Regions from separate parts of the Sus scrofa genome. Here regions 1, 2, 4 and 5 are each linked to region 3. A link is a contact called in public Hi-C and HiChIP or PLAC-seq data. All regions are on one chromosome and are shown on one strand. Each heading gives the region's core, a stretch centred on a gene start, on an enhancer-like site or on the middle of the called end of the contact. The rest is flanking DNA. Distances are from core to core; before and after follow the strand shown.

Region 1 (3,090 bases), core at 267-2,766, 440 kb after region 3:
GAGTTTGGGTTTGGAAGGACCAGTGGTAGGTCCTCTTGGGCAGAGGGCTCAGGGTGAGTCCAAGCCTAGATGTAGTGACCTATTTTCATGCCTTTATCTGACAGGAAATGTCTCCTAGACCAGAAAGCCAAAGTGATTTGCAAAAGACCACAAAGGTAGTTTGGAATGGAGCTGGGAACCAGCAGCAGCATTTCCTGCTCCCTTTTCCACTGCTCACCACCACACTCCTCTTCCTGGCACAGTGCTAAAATTAGAACACGACACTCTTGGTTCCTACACAGGGCTACCTTTAAATCAGTCTCAGTTAAAAAAGCTTTTTGGATGGCACCTTTCTGTGTGGGTTTCCAAGATGTTGCCAACCCAAATCCTGCCAGTTCTCCTGGAAGATCCAGGTTTAAACAGGTGGAGAAATAGAAATAGCAATGACTAACTTCACAAGAAATCGTGGAAAAAGCCAGAAGTAATGTCCCAGCTTCCCGGAAGAAAGCAATGCTGTCCTCTGTGCTGGCCTCAGCTCTGCGCTAACCCCCTGGCGTTGATGGCCCAGGGCACCCGGCCTCTCCTCCGCTTCTCACAGCCAAAGAGGATCCAGTAGACACAGGAAGGTGGCTGGGCTGTGAATCCAGACTCTTGAGTACTGCCCTGCCTCTGCCTCTGCCTCTGCCTCTGATGACTTGGCACAGTGGATCTCAATCAAGGGTGCCTTTGTCCCCCAGTGAATGGTTGGCTCTGGCTGGAGACATTTTTGGTTGATGCAGCGGCAGGGCTGTTGGTGGCATCTGGTTGATAATGGCCAGGGATGCTCCTAACTGTCCCACAGGGCCTAGGACAGCCCCCAACAACAAAGGATTACGTGGTCCAACATGTCAGGCGTGCTGAGGTTAAGATGCCGCCTTGGACAAGGCGGTACTTCACTCCTTCATGTGCTCACTTGGAAATGGGGGCAGCTGAGCTGGCCTGGTGGTTTTCCATCTTGATGGTACTGAAGAATCCCCTAAGATGCTTATGAAAAAAGGCAGGTTTCTGGTCTCATCTTCAGGGACGCCATGGTCGGTCCACAGGGCACACCTTGAGAAGTGCCGTTCTGGATGGTTTCTAAGATCTTTCTCTGTCCTCCGGTTTTCCATTTCTAAAGATGCAGATGAGCAGCAAATGTAGATAAGAGCTCCTGCCTGAGCACTAGGTGAATACAGTGGCGTGAAATGATGAGCCTCCTCAAAACCCTCCTCACACACGCATGTACCTCCGCTCCCACAGTCCCGCAGAGGGGTCAGTGTGTATGTGGTGAGGCTGGAGAACAGCCCATCTCTCCAGCTTGGTGGAATTTCCAGGCAGGGGGACTGCCTTTCACTTCCTCCCAGGTGCCGTGCTTTCTCCTGCCTTTGGCTCTTTCCCATTTGCTGAGCTCTGTCTGCCTCTTCCCCCTTCTACTCCAACGCATGGGCTTTGGCTAGACTTACTCATCCTTCAGGTCACAAGCTCGCCGTCACTTCCTCAGGGAAACCCCCATCACTTCCCACCATCGTTCTCATTGCACATCCTGCGGTTGCTTCTATTTAAACAGATCCGTCAGCCCTGCTAGACTGTAAGCTTTGCCACGGTTCGTTCAGCACTGTCCTTCGAAGGTGCTGCTAATTGCCAGCCCCACACAGTGCCTGACATTTTAGAAGGGCTCAGCGAATGTCTGTTGAATGATGAAATGATTGATTGACTGACTGATAGGAGGAGATAAATAAAGACGAATGGGATAGTGATTACAAACAGAGGATACGTAACTTATGAGATCCACCTTGTACGGAAACTCGGCTTGGCCTGGTTAGGGAGCAGGTGTCATTGAGTGGAGCCATGTAACGTACTCGCTCTAACTGGACCTTCTCATCTTTCCTCTGTGGTGCCACCTCATTTGTATGAAAATCTTTTATGTTTGTTTGTTTGTTTGTTTGTTTGTTTTTTAGGGCAGCACCTGCGGCATATGGAAGTTCCCGGGCTAGGGCTCAAATAGGAGCTGCAGCCGCTGGCCTACGCCACAACCACCGTAACCCGGGATCCTAGCCTTGTATGTAGCCTATACCTCAGCTCATGGCAACACCAGATCCTTAACCAATTGAGCAAGGCCAGGGATCGAACCCACATCCTCATGGATACTAGTCAGATTCATTTTTATTGTGCCACCATGGGAACGCCCTGAAAATCTTTCTTTGTTAGGAATCTCTGGTGGCTTTCCATTGCACGTGCAGTAAGGTTGGAAAACCTCAGCATGGAATATGGGCCATGAAAGGCTGGCCCCTACCTTGCCTCTTCCACCACCTCTCCATCCATCCCTGTGCACACTCTGCTTCAGTCAAAGCAAATGCTTCATCCTCTCTGAAATACACACGCAACTCCCATCCTGCCACCTAGCCAACTCTTACTCATATTTTAAGACGCAGGTTAAATGTCACCTCCCCTGCAAAGACTGTTTCAAATCCCCCAATGCTAGACAGCTCAGCATTTTGGGCTCCAATAAGGCTGTGTCTTTATGTAGCCCTTAGAGCATAAGTATTTGTTTATGTGTGTCACTCTCACTAAGAGATGAGCAGCTCTGGGTGGGGGCTATGTGTAACTTACTCATCTTTTATTTTCTATTCCAGTGCTTAGTCAAAGGGAAGTTCTATGAATCCTTGTTGAATGAAAGAAAGAAAGAAAGAAAGGGCGGGTAGAAACAAAGCCAGAATATGACAGTGGATGCAATTTCTAATTTGTTCTTTGTTTTATTTATTTATAGATTTTTTTTTTTTTTTTCCCCACAGCATAGGGAAGTTCCCAGGCTAGGGGGCTAGGGGTTGAATTGGAGCTGCAGCTGCCAGCCTGTGCCACAGCCACAGCCACGCCAGAGCTGAGCTGTGTCCACCACGACCTCCACCACAGCTCACAGCAACACTGGATCCGTAATCCACTACTGAGGCCAGGGATCAAACCTGCATCCTCATGGACACTAGTCAGTTCACTACTGCTGAGCCACAATGGGAACTCCTGTTCTTTGTTTTAAAGTATTTTATTTTCTTGAGTGACTACCTGGGGATGGGAAGAGAGGTTGCATGGGGGAGGGGG
Region 2 (3,179 bases), core at 497-2,996, 370 kb after region 3:
GTGTTTATTATTAGGCTGAAACTTTAGATTCTTGAGCAATTGAAAACGATTGTGATAATGCCAAATTTACATAATATTCTCCCCAGCTCCGGCCTTTTCCTTTTAGGCTGATTATATCTGTCTGTAATAGACTTTGCAGATAAAGAGACAAACAAGTGTTAAACCCACAGTCATAAGTGCGTCCTAGCCTTGAATACTTCCTTCCATCTCAAAATTCTCAACTCCAGCTGCAAAGAGCAGTTACAATATTGACCTAAGTTATAGCACCATTGGTTGTGTAATTGAACTCAAAAGAGCTGTGTGTCACTGTCTTTAAAGATTCTTGAGTGCAGAGTTGAGAAGATTTGTTCTAAGGAGACTGAGTTTGGGGTCTACTGAGGGGTAGGGAGAGGAGATCATTCGCCAGTGATTGAAAAAGGGGTTTATTCCTTTTTTTCCTATAATGTTCTAATTTGGAACCTGATCTGGAACCAGAGCTTGACTGAATTTTTTTTTTTTTTTTTTTTTTTTTTTTTTTTTCCTGCGAAAGAAAATGTGTTCTTCTTAGCAAAGCCTCTGCTGCCAAAGCAATGGTGGGTTGTGATGGTGACATTGGTGAGTGGCTTAGACATTCCTTTCTCAGGGTAATTTTTAGTACTAGTTGTATATTTTTTTTCTTTCTTCTACTCTCCACTTTAGAAAGAATGGCAACTCAGAGAAGGTGGATGGAAGTTTAAAGCAGCCAAATTTAGTGGAGAGTCTTGTCCGCAACCCCCTTCCAGTTGGAGAAACTTCTACTCTAATACATACTTAAATCACTCGCAGGTTCATTCCTCATCTTTAAAAAGTTTCATATGGAGTTCCTGTCGTGGCTCAGTGGTTAACAGATCTGACCAGGAACCATGAGGTTGTGGGTTCGATCCCTGGCCTTGCTTAGTGGGTTAAGGATCTGGCGTTGCTGTAAGCTGTGGTGTAGGTTGCAGACGCGGCTCGGATCTGGTGTTGCTGTGGCTCTGGTGTAGGCTGGTGGCTACAGCTCTGATTAGACCCCTAGCCTGGGAACCTCCATATGCTACGGGTGCAGCCCTTAAAAGACAAAAAAAGAAAAGTTCCATTCATTAAGCACAGGAAAATTTAATGCGGCATTTCTTTGTATGCATGTTGAGGACAATTTTCCCTTCTTTCCTCCTCAGTCCTCTTATTGGCAAGCCTTCCAGGAGTACCAGACAGCTTTAGGTCCCCTGCTCTGCTTCTCTGCCTCTGTAAAAATCAGACTTGATGCCACAGGCACTTGCAGTGGACTTCCTGAGTGCCAGGACTGTGCTGCGCACCCTGGGCGTTCCTTCACCAGCTTCTCATCACAGCCTGTAAAGCAGACAAATTGTTACTCCAGTCAACCCCAATTCAGAGAGATCGTAGTACAGCAGTGGTATAAACCTGCCCAAGCTCGTAGAGTTAGGGGACAATCTGAGACGAGTTCAGGTTTGACAGAGGCCAATAGCGGCTCTAAGCACTATCACATCCTCATGGGCTCTCTGATCCCACTGTATTATAATGATTTGTAGTCCTGTCCAATTTTCCCATTATAAGATCTTCTTTTTTTTTTTTTTTTTTTTTATTTGTTTTTTAGGGCCACACCCGCGTCACATGGACATTTCCAGGCTGGGGTCAAATTGGAGCTACAGCTGCCAGCTTGTGCCACAGCCACAGCCACAACCACAGCAGATTCTAGTCAGGTTCATTACCACTGAGCCACAATGGGAACTCCCCATTAGAAGACCTTTAAGTCAGGGAAGTTCCCTTTCTGGCTCAGTGGGTTAAGAACCCAACTAGTATCCATGAGGATGTGGTTTCAATCCCTGGCCTCCCTCAGTGGGTCAGGGATGCGTCATTGCTGTGAGCTATGGTGTAGGTCAAAGATGTGGCTTGGATCCCATGTTGCTGTGGCTATGGTGTAGGCCAGCAGCTGCAGCTCCAATTTTCACCCCTAGACTGGGAGCTTCCATATGCTGCCAAGTGAGGCACTGAAAAAAAAAGTTAAATAAATAAAATAAAATAAAATAAGGACCAGAGCTTTAGGAGATGCTTGCTATAGTTGGTTAACATGTTTATCCATAAAGACTAATTGAGCACCTACTGTGTGCCCAGCATTGTTCTAAACACCTGGAGATAGAGCAGTGAACCCCACAAAAATCTGTACCCTTAGAGTGGTGGGTAAACAGGCCAATAAAATGTATGATTACTCAGATGATGGGTGTGCTAAGGGGCAGGGCTGCTGGGCTGGCACTGTGCATATGGCTCCCATGGTGCAGCACCAGCACCGCAGGGCCCGGCGGAAAAGGCTGTGATATAGGGAAGGGAGTGCCGGAGGGCAGGTTGCTCTTTTAGGTAAAAGGCCTCACTAATAAGGTGATAGTTGAGCAGAAACTTGAAGGAGACCAGCGATACCTCCTTGGAGATAGCTGGGAAAAGAACATTCCATTCAAATAATTGAGTGAATTCCAAAATCCTTCTAGGCTCATTTCTCCCCAAATATATAATTGTAATCTGGCATTCTGGGACTCTGTTATAATGTTAGTGAATCTGGCTTAGGGCAGTTTTTTCCCGACCACTTTTTACTTAGTTTTCTGGTTCATGTGTGTATGCTCCAGGAATTAGCACAGTCCAGACTACCGGAAAACCCAGCTGTATTTTTTTTTTCCTCCATCTCAGAATTGCACATTATAATAAACAGGCTGATAAGACTTGAAGTTTCTACCCCAAAAAAGGCAGATTTCTTTAAACTCTTATCTACAATATGAAATGAGAGCTGATGGTCAGTATGCTACAGCAAAGCGCTTGCTGTTTTGTTAGGGTGTTTAGCTAGGCGAGCCAGCCAGACAAGCCCTGAAGACAAAAAGGGTCTTCTTGCTGACATTTAGATAACCGGAAAGTTCAGTTTTCCAAAATGCCTTTTTCTTAGAGAATCTGAGATTCAGTGCAGACTTGTTATCACTTCAAGCCCCTGGCCTTGCACATAGGAGATGAGATAAAAGCGAGGGTAACATTGCCTTCATCATACAGTCACTGGAAAGTCAGGGAATCCTTACCCTTTAAGGTTCTGATGGGTATCTGGTTTATTCTTGAGGCACAGAAAGTCCCTGGTATTAGGATATAGAAATGGATATTTCTCTGGTTCCACTCGCCTTATCAAAAATGAG
Region 3 (3,227 bases), core at 577-3,076:
GATGAGAATGTACAAAACTGTGGGAGTCCATCCCGAGAGGATCTGATCCCGCAGATCAGAGAAGACTTTCTGGGAGCAGTGGCGACTGAGTCAATACCAGAGGGCTGAGTGGCCTTACCTGGGAGGAGGGAGGGAAACTGGAGAAGAAAACCCCTGGCGGCGTGGAGGGCATGTGCAAGGGCCGGAAGCAGAAGGAAAGAACTTTTCGCCTGTGGTCATTAGACGCTGCTGGCCTGGGGGATCAATTTAGTTTGTAGATGTTTGTTTTGGCTTACAGACTCTTCTGGAAAATTTTGAGCCTCAAAGAGGAAATGTTGCATAAATATTCTGACTTCAAGCTCCTTTAAAGAACATAAGACCGGACAACCCTTGGCCCTCAGAGCTTCGTGGCAACAGTGACAAGCACTGAGTGTGTGACCACTTTAGGTGGTACACACACTTGCCGTTTCCTCAGTCTTCCTCCTCGTTATTGCCCCTCAAGCAAGCTTCACTTACCACCTGTCATCATGTTGGTACTGCTGCATTCCGTATGCGGGAGAATTATTTCTTTGTATCCCTGTCTTGATTACAAATGAAACTTAGACCAAGAGAACCATCTGCTTTTCCTCAAACTCAGCAGGTGCCGTATTTCTTGGTGCCTGTGGACATTTAAATTCCCCCCACTCCTACTTTTTCTTTCTTTCTTTCTTTCTTTCTTTTTTGCTTTTTAGGGCCGCATATGGAGGTTCCCAGGCCAGGGGTCCAATCAGAACTATAGCTGCAGCCTACACTGCAGCCACAGCAACATCAGAACCGAACTGTGTCTGCGACCTACACCACAGCTCATGGCAATGCCAGCTCCTTAATCCACTGAGCAAGGCCAGGGATGGAACCCACAACCTCATGGTTCCTAGTCAGATTTGTTTCCACTGTGCCACGATGGCAACTCCCCCCCCCACTTTGGAGGAGACAAAACGAGTCCTGTGCCCCAGTGGTCAGTGGCCTAGAATAGGTTGACTTCGTCAACTTCAAACGCTCAGTGAGAATAGGACATGCTTTATACATTGTGAACCCCCCACCTTGATAGGCATGGAGAGCTGAGTCTACAATAGATTTTTAGTCAAAGATATAAAAAATGCTGGTTCTATCCTTCCAAATGTAGGACTTACCTGTTTTTAATTGCTGCCCAATTTATTAAGCATGTCTACCATATTAAGCAAAATAGATGTAAGGTGGTCCTCGCCCCAGAGAACGTGTGTTACTCATTCCTTCCCAGGTCAGATAAGTCAGTCTTGCCATCTCCAAACCAGGGCTCCTTACGTATTAGCAAGAGCACACAAATTAATTTTGAACTTCTCCTAAACATTTATAAACATGTCAAGTAATGCAGACATCTCTGGTATGATATGAGTCCTGGGCTGTGATGCAAGAAACCACTTTATTTTACAGAATTAGCATGTTCCCACAAGACAGAGTGTAAATCATGTCACACGTTGAGAGTACTAAAGGAACTCACTGGGGGAACTTGTGATGAATCATCTTGTGAAGCAGAGAATTTGAATGTAATATACAAAATCCTTCATTAAGATATACCTTTTGCTAGAGCAAGGTATTCTCTTCGGATTTAACAAAGTACATATGCATCATATATGTGATATGACGCCAAGATGTCCATTTCCTCATCTGTAACTGAAATTGGTTGATTTTTGTGCTTGCATTTCATGTCCCGGTCTGTAGTTTTTGACTTGCTTTCTTTTCTTCTTTCACATGTTGTCAGGGTGACTAAGCCTTGTTACAAGTCACCTCTTCAGCTCAGACTCAGCCAGCAGAGGGTACTGTTAGAGCACTTAAGTGGATTTCCCATCTTTGTCTTATCCATGCAGAGAAACAATATCCGAGTAATAGACAGGGACGATATTCAATAGGCAAGGTGCTGGCAAGATAATAGACATCAGCGATCGTGTTTCAGCATCATTTTGCAGGAAATTCCCTTTGTTCTCTGCTGCTCACAAAGGACATTCCACGCAAAATGTACCTGTAGTTCCTGGTGATAAATGTCTGTGAAAGGCAGATGAAGAAGGATGGTGGTTGTGGAGTCAAATCTGCCTTTAAATTTGCGAGGTACTTATCCTTTTTAGGTTTAGGGTTCTTAATCAAGATATCAGCCCCATGTGTTCTCAGCTTGCTAGTGAATGATAATGAATAATTCCTGCCGTAGCAAGTGACATAATAAAATAATCAGGCAGGCGTGCACATTGTAAATCAATGAGCACAGATGTCTCCAAATGGAGGGGACATTTGAAGATACTTTGCATCTTGCTGGTTTTGGAACACTTGAGAGGGAGTGACTGTTTATCAAATAAAGTGAGCATCTCCCCATTCTGAAGTCAAGATCAGCATTAAATATATTGTAGGAGGAGATTTTGTCCCTTAATGTTTACATAAATTTGATGAATTTGTGTATAATAGTGGGTCACATGTTTTAAAAAAGTACGCATTTGTATTTTTATATTAATAATTTTAAACATTTTTATCAAAGCAGAAACCACATATGGTAACAACAACAAAAAAAGATAAAAGCACTTGCACTGAAAAGCAGTAGTTCTCTGTCTACTCCTTCTTAGCTTCAGTCTCTTCTCAGATATAGCATAACTCTTTTTTTTTCTTTTTCAGCTACCCCGATGGCATGTGGAAGTTCCCAGACCAGGGATCGAATCCGAGCCGGAGCTACGACTTGTGCTACAGCTGCAGCAATACCAGATCCTTAACCCATTGCGCCTGGCCAGGGATCAAAGCGGCGCCTCTACAGAGACAAGCCAGATCATTAACATACTGGGCCACATTGGGAACTCCCTAATTTTCATTTTATAGTGGGGTTTTTGTTTGTTTGTTTTGGTTATTTACCTATATATGTCTCAGCACTACTTATACTGCTAAATCTTGGGTTATTAGTTTTAGATGTTATAGATTATCTTCCTATGCTGATTGATGAGAATATAACTTAAGTCACACAATACCTCCTTAGTCTTATCTCTACTTCAGGCTTGTATTGGTTACCTCTGCACCTTTAGATAAAATACTTATTCCTTTTGCAGCTTTATGTGAAACACCTCTTCTTTTAACAATGTACAACTTATTTTGCATCCTTATTAATTTATTTTTTTACTTTATTTTTTATGGCCACACCTGCGGGATATGGAGGTTCCCAGGCTAGGGGTCAAATCAGAGCTGTAGCCACTGGCCTACAC
Region 4 (3,185 bases), core at 238-2,737, 420 kb after region 3:
CTGCTTGCATGGAATTTCAAAGGGATTTGGTTTTTTTTTTGCTCTGGTGATGTGCTACTCACATGAAAAGTCTTTATCGTGGTTACTGTGTGGCCTTTGGGGATAGTTTGTAGAATCATTGGTTGGCCAAGTCAGCTCCATCCATACGATATCATTATGGTCATTATACCAGCAGAGGAATAGCATACTAGAAATCAAACCTGGAGAGAAAACTATGAGGTAACATTTAGTCTCTGGCTGCTGGATATGACCTGAGCTTTTGCACAGTGGTAGCCATACCTAGAACAGGCCGAGAAGGCAAAGGCGAAATAGCACAGTGCTCCCTGCTACCACTTCCCTGTTAACCTCATTCCAACCCTTGGATACAAAGCAAGCTTGATTTAGAATTCCCAGCCGCAGAGGCATCAAGTCGAGACTCTTTTTAGGTGATCTGTTTCTTGTTTCTCAATATTAAAAAAAAAAAAAAAAAAATCAGAAGATCCGTTTATGAGTATTTCAACCAGTCAATTAGATGTTTTCCTTGGTATTCAAGCAGACAATTAACATGAATTCCTGAAGGCCAAATACGTAATTCTGAACAATATCGAAGGGGGTTTCAGGTTTCATAACTGTTGAAATTTGGGATAATAGTTTCCATGTGTTTCCTGCTGATGAATCAACCTATAGTCATTTCATAGCTTGATTTAAAACACTTTTTTTCTTTTCACAGTTTTGTTTTTCTATTACATATGTGTTTCTCTTTATCCCACATAAAATCTTCCATTTCTCAAGAGAATTCATGAATGAGAAAGAAGAGAGTACAAAGCAATGAAGTGTTGAGCACAGAGTCAGTTGGGGCAAGTCCCAAGACTCTTCACACATGAAGGCATAACAAGGGTGGAGTGAGTGCGTGGTGGGAAAGGCTGGTGGCTGAGTCATGTGGGGACTAGCGTTCCACACTGGGATCCGGAGGTCTTGGCAGATTAGCGAGGGTTTATCTGCACGTCTTTTCTGAGGTCACTGGGAGGCCTAAACCACCTCCTCCAATCATACAACAATATGACAGCCAGTGACTCAACTTTTAAGACTCCTTTTGACTCATGTGCCTCATTCCCCCATAAAGATCATTTCATGAACTGTTTGTGATTCGGAAAAAGACACGCAAAATTCTTGAATTGTATAAAGTAGCTTCTAGAATTAGTTACTTCATTCAGTGTTCATGTATGGAACATCCATTATGTGCTGGTCTTGATTTTTTTTCGGGGAATTAGAGACAGAGTTAAGGATCGCTGTCCCATGAAGTTTACATTCTGGTGGTGGGCAGGGAGTGGTGAAGACAAATATTCAGCAGGGAAGCCAATAAACAAACATGGTGATTTCCAATGGCAGTGTTTTACCAAGGAAATAGACCTGGGAGCTATGATTGCAAGTAATGAGGTGGGGAATTCCAGGCAGAGGGAACAGAATATGCAAAAGCCTAGTGGCAGCAAGAGTGGTTTCCCTCCTTTCTTCATCAGCCTCAAAAGGTTTCTGGGAACTGTGGCAGATGTTCTGACATCACCAGGGGGCAGGGCCCTCCAGTCAGTTGTTGTTTCACATCCAGGGAAATACAAGGCCCCCAGGTAGCCTGGCCTTAACCTAAGGACAAAGAGGGTCACTAAACAGAATGAAAATTCCCCTTGTGTCCTTGTTTGCAATTTTGCTATTTCACCTCCCCTCTTAGCTCTACCCACTTTTAGGAAAAAAAAAAAAAAGCTCTTTTGTTTTCTTTCTTTTTTGTCCCTGCCTGTGGCATGTGGAAGTTCCCAGGCCAGGGATCAAACTCACACATAGCAGAGACTGGAGCCACTGCAGTGATCCTTAGCCCACTGAGCCTCAAGGGAACTCCTAGAAAAATCTCATCTTTAAGGACAGCTGCACACACTATCCTTAGGGAAATGTTGAATAAAATTGTTGGAGGAACTTGTGTAAATACCTATATGGAGTGATGTTGTAATTACACTGGGTTTAGATAAAAATGCTTCACTAGAGGCTGATGAGTTCTGGTACATTAAGCCAGTGATTGTCAACTGGGGTGGTCTTTCCTCACCCCAAACATACATCTGGCAATGTTTGAAGATAATTTTGAGCCACAACTTGAGAGATGGGGTATCCAGTGAGTAGAGGCCTGAGATGTCACTGAACACCTGACAGTGCCCTGGACAGTCCCATACAACACAGGATTACCCAATCCGCACTAAATGCTGAATCAAGGCTCTTGTAATTCTTCTTCTTAGCATGAATTTAATCCCTCTCACCAGGTTCCAGTGTTTCAGCACACAGAGTAGGTTACGGGCTTCTGGAGACTTGCTCATCTTCTAGATCCATTACGAGTTCAAATCCTAGCTCTACATCTTACTGGGTGTGTGACTTAATATGTGTGTGAGACCTTGGCAAATTACTTAATTACTTGATTTCTATGTCTTTGTTTCTTTATCTGTCAAATGGAGATAATACAAGTCCTTACTTTATGAAGTTACTCTGAGGGAAAGTAAAGTGGTGCATTTGATTATTAACAAGGTCTAGCATATAGTGATTGCTCAGTATGTGTTAAATATTTTTTTCTGCTGCGGTTACCTGGTTTCTGGGAATGCGATTGGTAAATACCAGAAGAAGAGGGTGGAGGCCACTTACTCAGCACATACCATTTCAGAATTCAATTCCGTCCCTTCATTGATCAGCTGCTACATGCCAGGCATTCTACTGGGAGATGGATGACAAATATGGAGTGGATAGACATTGTGGAAATGTTCTCTGTGGGTGCAGCCACATGATGACCCCAGAGAAAATCAGTAGACCATTCGTCTTTCCCTTGAAAATTGAACTGATGTTTTAAAGCCTCACTAAAACATCTTGCTTACTTGAAATGTATGTATGTCATTATACCACTGTCTGTTGCAGCTGACCCTTAAGCATTATTCAAACGGAATTTAAATTATCTTTGGAATCTGCTAGAAGGTTTATTAGACAGCTTCTGGGGACAGATCTTTAAGTGAGTGTATTAGTCAGGGTCTCCAGAGAAAACAGAACCAGCACAGTGTGTATACATGCACAAAGAGATTTATTTTAAGGAACTGGCCCATGCAATTATGAAGGAGAGCAAATCTAAAATCTGCACAGTGGGCTGGCAGGCTGGCGGTCCATTGTTTCAGATGAAGTCCAAAGGC
Region 5 (3,032 bases), core at 321-2,820, 260 kb after region 3:
CCTTACCAGACATGGAATCGGTCGGTACCTTGATCTTGGACTCCCCAGCCTCCAGAAGTGTGAGAAATGTCTGTTGTTTAAGCTACCCAGTCTGTGGTATCTATTCCATGTTCTATTATAGATGCCCAGTGGACTAAGATGGATGTAGATGGATGGGTAGATGGATGGATGGATGTTTGGAATCAGTGAAGTGTGGAACAATGTGAAACATGTTAAGACATAAGACATTTACAAGCATGAGATTAAAAAGCTGATGTTGAGTGAATTCTGGTCACAATTTAAAGACAGAGGGCTAGGGCAGAAAGATACAGGAAGTTCAAAGAAAATCAGAAAAATTTGCACACCCTGTAAGTTGTAAACAAGAACTCCTTAAGTCATAGACATCTTTGGAAGAAAAAAGTGCATAACTTCTTGGGATGAGTACATAATGCAAACATTTTGTTTAGAACTTTTCCCATTAACTGCTGCATAATCTGGTCATTTGCAGGGTTTTGTGTCTTTGATCTCTCAGACTTTTGACTGACCACATCTAGGAATGTAATGGCAGGGAATGGAATGGCAAGCTTCCTGACAAGAAAGGCCTCTAATAGAGCAACATGTGTGCTGACACCACCATGTGCTTGCCTTTGACCCTTGCCATGACTTGACCTCCAGCTTCTGAGCATTCTGTTTCCTAGCTTTGGATCAGAGGTCACCACACTTGACCTCTGGCCTCAGGGTGATTGCTGACTCTCCCAACCCACAACTTGGTTTTGATTGTTCTGTATAATCTGTCATTCCCCAGGGTCCAGAAAACCTCTTCCACTAGTACCCACCAGCTGTTACCACCTTTGTTCTCTCTCTCCCCTGGTCCTGGCTGACTGAAATCTATAGCCCCTAACAATGGTGTGGTCCCTCCACGTGGCCTTGTGTGCTGACTTTGATTGAGTGCTAATAGTTATTATTATGAGTGCCCATTTTCTGAAATGCTAACCATGCTGCTACATTCAGCATCTCATTTAGCATTCAAGCATCCCATGAGAAAGATATCATTTATCTGTGTCTTTGGAGATCAGGAAACTGAGGCTCAGCAAAATTGACTGTAACTGGTCTAAGTTCATACTGAATTGAATGTAACTAGTCTAACTTTATAAGTGTCAGATTTAGGACGTCATTTTTGCTTCAAATCTATTTCCCATGCTTTCTATTTGGTAAAGATTTGCCATAAAACATCCCGGGGTTTTTCTGGGTATTGAATATATGCACTATGAAAAAGCTTTGTTTTGATTTTAAAGATGTTCTGCGTTTCAACGCACTGGGCCACTCTTGTGAGGATTTTAAGTCTTTTCAATCCGACCTCTTCTGTAACCACAGATGTAATAACTAGTTCCATGAAGCTTTGACCAACTTGCACAGGTGCAAGCTAACAGTGCCTCATCTCAACTCTCTGATTCTTAGCTTAGGACATTTGTGGGAAAACACCACTCATACTTGCACAATTTAAAAGTGCCTGGGCGCTAATGCCCATGAGTTCACCCTTGACCACTGTGGGGTGAGAGCCAAGGAATCATTTCCTCCTTACATCACCCAATGGCCAGCTCCCAAGTGCCTCTGCTAAACCTCCTGCAAAGATCTTGTAGCAGTGAGTACCAGTTAACCATAGCAATGGTCAACTGGAAAAGCCATTTCTGTATCAAGTTCCCGCCTTCCTTGTTTCACTTCCCTTGTCTCTCACTCCTGCTCTCTGAGGTCACACAAAATTGACTCAGGATTTGTTGCTAGGGATACCCAAGTTGACCCTTCCTCTTAGTGAGTCTGGATTGGTAAATCTTTTATAAACCTGTAAGTCACAGTTTTACATCTGACGTGTCTGCATGCACAAGGAGTAATCAAGTTTATTTGACTTCTCAATCAGTTGATTTGGCTTTGGGAACAGTTTTATATCAGTGTGGGCAGATGCCACTATGGAAGGTATTATCAGTGTATTTGAGTAAACTTATTTGTTTTTCATTCATAAGGGAACTGTAATTAACTGCTAAGTAAGATGATTCAAATTGGTTTTGAAGTTTCCTGGCTGCCTGTTCATAATTCTTATGTAAATGGTAACTAAAGCCTTTCCTTGGTGATAAAAATCCACACTAACAAATCAATAACGGTCCTTTCCCGTTCCTGATCTACCCTTCTGCCCGTGCACATGCACTGTCCTTGACAAAATGGGTAATGTCTGTACCTGAATAGCTCAGGCCCCTATGCGCTCTGTGCGAACAGAATCCCTGGCCAGTTTCGCTCATTCGATCCCTGCTTCTGAACTGATTGAGGCGAGGAGGAAGGCGGACAGGGGTGCCTTCTTTGGAAAAGCTTCCTGAGGGTTCTGCTACTCACCTACCCCTTGCCTTTCTTCGACCCGCTGCCCCTCCGCACCACACGTGATCTCACACCTGTGGTGGAAGGCAAGCCCAGACGCAAATGATGTGGTGATGCAGTGAAATCATTTCCATAGCACACCGCCTTTAGAATCTCCATGGACAGAAAAGTAAACCAGATGAGTGAAGTCAGCGGAGGGAAGAAAACTGAAAATTGAATGCCTTTCTTTCATTTTGTATATATATTCTTAAGAGGCCCAGAGCTAAATTGCTTTTTATGAAATCTCCTTAGCAAGCAAATTTGTATAAAAACAGATAAGCTTAGAAATTCTCACATCTCTCAGAGAATCAAATATTCCAGGTAATTATGATCTGGGGACCTGGGGAATTGATGGTTGTGGTTTATTCTGAATGTCAAGCAATAAAAATAATGGAACAGAGATCATATATAGATTATACACCATGGCTGATTCTCTTGTTTAGTTTCCCTTTGCACTAAAAAGTAGTATAGTCAGCACTGAGCTAGCTGCACTATTTGACCAAACAGCAAGATTAGTCATATCAAAATAGTATTTGAAAGAAAGGATTCCATTAGCTGCTTTACTGTCTTTTGTGTCTGAGACAAAGCTAGCATCAGTGTTCCGTGTGGGAGTTAAGTCAGTGAATATTGAGCTTCTAGAAAGGATTTCT

What was found. Hi-C and Micro-C count contacts between places; a contact is called where the count stands out from the background. HiChIP or PLAC-seq counts read pairs in DNA pulled down with a chosen protein or histone mark.
Region 1: a contact with region 3 is called in an H3K27ac HiChIP or PLAC-seq map of alveolar macrophages. The contact joins two enhancer-like sites. A contact is called at or near these places in 3 of 47 Hi-C or Micro-C datasets (liver and skeletal muscle) and 2 of 2 datasets of contacts at active chromatin or transcription factors (alveolar macrophages and skeletal muscle).
Region 2: an H3K27ac HiChIP or PLAC-seq map of alveolar macrophages shows a contact between it and region 3. The contact joins two enhancer-like sites. A contact is called at or near these places in 1 of 47 Hi-C or Micro-C datasets (adipocytes) and 1 of 2 datasets of contacts at active chromatin or transcription factors (alveolar macrophages).
Region 4: a Hi-C map of embryonic fibroblasts shows a contact between it and region 3, with 1.7 times the contacts expected there. The contact joins two enhancer-like sites. A contact is called at or near these places in 4 of 47 Hi-C or Micro-C datasets (embryonic fibroblasts, liver and skeletal muscle) and 2 of 2 datasets of contacts at active chromatin or transcription factors (alveolar macrophages and skeletal muscle).
Region 5: a contact with region 3 is called in an H3K27ac HiChIP or PLAC-seq map of alveolar macrophages. The contact joins two enhancer-like sites. A contact is called at or near these places in 1 of 47 Hi-C or Micro-C datasets (embryonic fibroblasts) and 2 of 2 datasets of contacts at active chromatin or transcription factors (alveolar macrophages and skeletal muscle).

Annotation. Positions count from the first base shown.
Region 1 is chr5:90,901,460-90,904,549 of Sscrofa11.1, forward strand. No RefSeq gene overlaps it. Among named protein-coding and RNA genes, the nearest start is that of BTG1, 88 kb to the left of the region's middle. Within about 2 kb of position 1,517, at least 19 of the 83 cell types and tissues checked have an H3K27ac peak or open chromatin away from gene starts, as enhancers often do. A contact at or near this core is called in alveolar macrophages, where this site is marked.
Region 2 is chr5:90,828,310-90,831,488 of Sscrofa11.1, forward strand. All of the region lies in intron 3 of LOC106510428 (a long non-coding RNA gene), which reads left to right. Among named protein-coding and RNA genes, the nearest start is that of BTG1, 15 kb to the left of the region's middle. Within about 2 kb of position 1,747, at least 7 of the 83 cell types and tissues checked have an H3K27ac peak or open chromatin away from gene starts, as enhancers often do. A contact at or near this core is called in alveolar macrophages, where this site is marked.
Region 3 is chr5:90,460,850-90,464,076 of Sscrofa11.1, forward strand. No RefSeq gene overlaps it. Among named protein-coding and RNA genes, the nearest start is that of PLEKHG7, 150 kb to the left of the region's middle. Within about 2 kb of position 1,827, at least 21 of the 83 cell types and tissues checked have an H3K27ac peak or open chromatin away from gene starts, as enhancers often do. A contact at or near this core is called in alveolar macrophages and embryonic fibroblasts, where this site is marked.
Region 4 is chr5:90,883,169-90,886,353 of Sscrofa11.1, forward strand. No RefSeq gene overlaps it. Among named protein-coding and RNA genes, the nearest start is that of BTG1, 70 kb to the left of the region's middle. Within about 2 kb of position 1,488, at least 12 of the 83 cell types and tissues checked have an H3K27ac peak or open chromatin away from gene starts, as enhancers often do. A contact at or near this core is called in embryonic fibroblasts, where this site is marked.
Region 5 is chr5:90,719,546-90,722,577 of Sscrofa11.1, forward strand. The region is part of intron 3 of LOC106510428 (a long non-coding RNA gene); the gene reads left to right. Among named protein-coding and RNA genes, the nearest start is that of BTG1, 94 kb to the right of the region's middle. Within about 2 kb of position 1,571, at least 8 of the 83 cell types and tissues checked have an H3K27ac peak or open chromatin away from gene starts, as enhancers often do. A contact at or near this core is called in alveolar macrophages, where this site is marked.